Linked DNA regions of Lactuca sativa: region 1 is linked to region 2. A link is a contact called in public Hi-C data. All regions are on one chromosome and are shown on one strand. The core of a region is the stretch at or near the end of the contact, and the rest is flanking DNA. Distances in the headings are between cores, read along the strand shown. Region 1 holds the start of LOC111894800 (diacylglycerol kinase 4). Region 2 holds the start of LOC111894830.

Region 1 (2,700 bases), core at 128-2,627, 170 kb before region 2:
TTCCTGTGCCAAGAGGGACAATTGCAGTTGGTGGAACTGGGTCCCGCCCGGCTTTATGAAGCTCTCCTAGGCACCCAAGAACCCATCCTACCGTTCCATCACCACCCGCAACCTATCATTATTAAACAATTTATAAACCTTAAATTTTTACCTTAAAATTATATAAACTTTGTATATATATAGTAATATAGTAACATTGTACGTTGAAAATTAATTTTAAAGAGTAAAAAGTAAAAATAAATGAGTGTGGGATACGAGATTTACCACAATTCTTAATCTTTCACGGGTTTCTTTAGCACACCCATCGCCAATACTAGCGAGCTTCTCAAGACAACCCAAACCATATTGAATAAACTCATGAGGCTTTACACTCAGAAGGTCAATAACCTGAAAATCAAAAGCGAAATCATTGAAAAAGGAAGTGAAAGAAGTTTGAATCTTTTGGCGTTTGTATATGGGTTATAATATGAGGTTTACAAGAAAGGATTTGAACAGATGGGGTTTGAGTTTTTGATCGGGTCTCGAATTGGTATCAAGTATAGAAATTTCAAGAGCATAATCAAAATTGGTTTTAGTTTATGATTAAAAAGTTCAGAAAGATCAGTATTGATGATGTAATTCGACTTTAAAACCATAAAAATCGTCGATTTTCATGACGCTTGACTCTGACCAGATATGCAAGAACAGAAGATAAGATTTAAAATGAAAGGTTACTGATAAATTAATGAAATCAAGAGAATTTTACGGGGTTTTGAACTGATTAATGGAGTGAATTAGACGTTACCTGTTCTTCCCCCATTAAATCCTGCAACCTAGCCATAAGTTCCGGGCCATAGCGTCCACCGCTCTTGGAATTAATGAAAACAATCAACGGCGATTCAGGGGCGACTTGCGGTGGTTTGTCGTGACCGGTGGTAATGAGTTCGTAATGAGGTTTTCCGGCGTCGATGTCTTTTGATGCAATGGCGTCTTTGATAGCGAGGCGTAAATATTCCGGCATCGTAATCTTCTGCCTCAGCTCCTCCTTACGAATCCGAACCCCAGATAACGACGACCACCCTTTGATCGACTCTATCACAGATGACCTTACGGCTACTTTAGCCACCACCGTCTCCGGTCCCGGCGATTCCATTATTGATTCTCTATTTCTCTCTCTCTCAGGCGACACACGAGCTAACACAATCAAGACAAGACTCGAATATGTTCCTCTTTTAAACCTCTAAGATTATCGTAACCGAATATTCTTACGTGTTGAAAACTTGGAATTGACTTCAGTTATTCTTAAGAGAGAAAGTGTGTGTGTGTGTGTGTGGTGTGGGAGGAATGGGGCCGGAGTCCGGGTGGGTGGGGTTCTGTTTTAGAACGCCGGCGGGAGGGCATTTGATAAATGCCCTTAAGGATGGAATTAATTACGAAAGTGCCATCTGAATCCTCAGGTTCTACGCCCTATAAAGATCCACGAGTTTGAAGTGTATAAATAAGCTTATTTTCATTTTAGACCCTCAACTTTAAGTGAAGTTTCACTTCACTACTTTCTTATAGAAAATGTTTGCTTTCTATAAAACTATGTATGAATCGTTAATAACTGTTTTCAAAACTTCTAAATTCAGTACGAAAAATCACATAAATATTAAATGCGATTAGTAAATGTATGATTTTTCCTTCTATCTCGGCAACCATTTTGCATAATCGTAATTGAAAGCAATGTTATTATTCTTGATGAGAAAAAGACATGAGATTTTGTATAGAATCAAGAAAGAAATCAAGATTTAAAAGGAAAATAAATTTGCATTTTAACGAGATACCATATAGACTTTAAACTTTAAAATTATATTGTAATTATATTTACTTGCATCCATGATTAAATTTACTAAGAGTCTAAGACATGTTTTTGGTTGTGAGATGCGTTTATATACTCAAAAGTATAAATGTGAGGGATATCATGAAGTAATACAAAAATATTAGTATGGCCCCTCAAAAAAATATAATCATTATAGTGTTGCCCACCAAAGCGTAGTGTCTAAAAAAGTTTTATGTGGTGAATATGTAAAATCAACTATTTATTATTGTACATATGTCAGTGTCACAATATATCTTATATAATTCTTCTAACATTTTTACATGGATGTATATCTTATCATATTTTAAATGTGCATAAAATGTATGACAAAGATGGTTGTAATTTCTATTTTGTTTAAATATAAATTATGGATTTTGTTTTAATGAGGAGTTGGATCAATTTTTCTTTCTCAATTTACAATAAAAGCTTATATCACATTGCATTGCACTACTCACAACTAGTGAACTAATAATGTAATAAAAACAAACAATTTCAGTCTTTTAGACTATTAAGCATTAATATAATAAAATAGTTTTATCTTATAAACAATGAAAACAAATTCAGTCTTTGCAGTTAGCTTTCATTGACTTCTTAAACTTAAAGAGTTCTAGAAATTCTTAAGAAAATGGGTTGTTACATTGACTTCTTGAAGAGTTCAAGAAATTCTTAATAATGTTCTATTTTTAGGTCCATTTTCTGTTGAGACCATATCAACACGAAAATATTATATTATTTCATAATGACATACTCTTCACCTCATGTCACTCTGATTAAAGTAAAGCATATAAAAAAATCTCATAAATTTAAGACTTGTTATAAATTTGAGAATGAATGAAATGATATGAATAATAAAGGGAAAA
Region 2 (2,700 bases), core at 29-2,528:
TAACTAAATCCACACCAGAAAGCAGGATGCTATTTCCTTGAATAGACTCCACCTAAATAATTAAATTTTATATATATCTTGTAATGATTATTATTTATTAAACATAAATAATATATGATTCAACTTACTTTTGCAACTGTAAGACCAATTGGACATGGGCGATGTGGTGATCTTGTAGCAAAGAGCCCTTTCTTTTCACCTTTCAATCTTGGTACTCTTACCTTAAGATTTTTAAAATAAAATAAAAAAATAAAATTGAGGGAAATAGAACAAGACATACACATTACATAATACATACCTTTGCTTTCAACTTAGACCTAGATGGATGTTTCCATAACTTTTCAAGATCTGTATTGAGATGAAAAACATATATGATCCAACAATGGGAATACTCTTCAAGACCTTCAAGAGAAGATGGTGGGACCCGCGATGTATCAAATGTCAAAAGTGCCCTTGCAAGAGGTACAATTAGAGGTTGCCTTGGTGTTCCATTCCTGTGTATTTCAAAAAAAATTGATGAATTTATAAGTGAGCAGAATCATTGGGTATTAACATGTCAATTCATGAACATGTTCATAAGAGTAGCACATTTGGGGCATGGCAATTGGCATATTTCTTAATTGAAGCTTTTGAAATGTTATACATTTGATTATGGAATTGTGTTGGGAGTTTAATATTGAAAGAGACTTGAAAATTGTAACAATTACCTCGTAGAGAAACACGATCTGATGATGGCAATAGTAGCCATGGGATAAATCGTCTCCAAGTTCTCCGTTTTAGCTTGGAGCATAGCTTTTCTTAAATCCTGTTCATATATGATTGTTGAAAATTAAAACAAATGAGCTTCGAATTGCAAAACAGGGGACACATTTACGAAATCAAAAAGGGGGTTTGCCGTTTGTGTGGGTTTAACCTGTTGAGCTCTAATTCGGCCCTGCCTCTCAGCAGCACACTTTTCTAATGATTCCTTCAGAGATTTTTGAAGCTCCTTTATAAGCTTATCAACGGAATCTTGCGTTCTTCTCTTACTCCAGTAGTAAACTGAAAGATATCAGATTGAATGATATATTGTCTAAGGAGTTGATGAAAACATGAGAATATGTTACCCGAGACGGCGGCGGATGTAGAAACGGTGGCGAGGGCGAGTGTGACGGATAAAGTCAGCCATTTTGAGGTTTCAGTAGAGCTCGCCATTGACACCATGAACAGTGAGCTCCAAAAAAACGAGGGCTCACTTCATTCGTGCAATATTGATGAAAGGTAAGTTACGAGTATGGACCCTTTACTATATGCTGGTGTCACTTATAGTTAACTGACTTAATTTTACACTTTAACCCTAACTGACTTACAGTTTTACAGTTTTAACTCTGATTTCCTATATAGTTTTTTTTTATGGGTAAAACGACAAAAAATACCTTAACTTTTTTACTAATTTTTATTATTATTCTCAAGTTTTTAGTCTTAAACCAGTCGTTTACTTTTATTTGTAACATATTTATGTATAAAAAATGGATATCGACTAAAATAAACCTAATTTTAGTTTGGATCTAAACAAAAATATCATTTTTTGCGTTATTGGTGAAATGACCACTTAATTTGGAACACCATGTTCTAGACAAAAACGTTTTGTTGGAGTGTTGGTGGATTGACATGAGTTGACATAAAGTTCTTGGAAATCTAACATGTCAGAATTACTTTTCAGTAAGTTTATTCTGGATGTACTTTATCTTGTTCCAAACAAGAGCAAGTTGTTATTAAGCGTTGGTGCATTGGTGGGCTGACATGAGTGACGTAAAGCGATTCAAAATCTGACATGCCATACTTAACTTTTAGCAAGTTCATTACTGGTAACGTTATGAACATACATTTCGAACTATTATTTTGAAGTATGCTTGTATATGTGAATATATATTGGTTAAGGAATAGAGATCTATATCACCACAGATAGAATTTTAAGCTGAAAATGTGTTCGTCCAAAAGATGCACGAATTGAGCTTAATGCGTATGTTATTGAATTTAATGTTTATGTTTTCAAACATCATACCAATCAATATAAGGAAGACACATAACAACACAAATAAATAGGAAATCATTTTTTCCTACACATATAACAAAATACATTACAATGTGCAACATAAACCATAAACTTTAAATCATAACGGAACACAATATTTTCATAAACAATCCATAAACCTAAAACCTAAATTGTAATACAAAACATTGTGTAAGTTTACTTGGTCTAGATATACATTGTTACTTTGCGACCAAAATATCGGAATACACATTCAGGTCCAAAATTTGATGATATGTTCCGGATTATGGCGAATTCTTTTTGAACAATCTTTTGGAATATTTTTGTTATGGCCTCATACATCTAAACAAGGGTGTACTCTTTGAAACCAGTGCAATATAACATGAGTAGAAACGCAATGCAATATAACATGAGTAGAAACCAAATGGATGATATGTTACAGTTACAACTTTGAAAAAACTATAATTTCTAATTTCATGTCCGAATGACACTTCCGACATTCAGAATAACATTGGTAAAACTCAAAACATTACTAATGACAAAGTATATTAACGATATAAGAGAATTATTTGTTGGCATTTTGAGTAATTCATGGTGATTCCAATCAATCTCTCGGAGTAGAATTAAGAGAAAATTCTTGAGAGGGGATTATGTAAATGAAAATGAAA

Evidence for each region. A called contact is a pair of places that touch in the nucleus more often than the background predicts.
Region 1: a contact with region 2 is called in a Hi-C map of leaf, with 8 times the contacts expected there. The contact joins the promoter of LOC111894800 here to the promoter of LOC111894830 in region 2. A contact is called at or near these places in 2 of 4 Hi-C or Micro-C datasets (both in leaf).

The regions. Positions count from the first base shown.
Region 1 is chr8:101,475,744-101,478,443 of Lsat_Salinas_v11, reverse strand. LOC111894800 (diacylglycerol kinase 4) reads right to left here and starts at 1,377. Exons shown (of 12, transcript XM_023890898.3): 1 at 785-1,377; 2 at 265-387; 3 at 1-112. The coding sequence starts at 1,132.
Region 2 is chr8:101,305,544-101,308,243 of Lsat_Salinas_v11, reverse strand. LOC111894830 reads right to left here and starts at 1,278. Exons shown (of 9, transcript XM_023890925.3): 1 at 1,107-1,278; 2 at 914-1,041; 3 at 708-805; 4 at 299-494; 5 at 129-221; 6 at 1-52. The coding sequence starts at 1,203.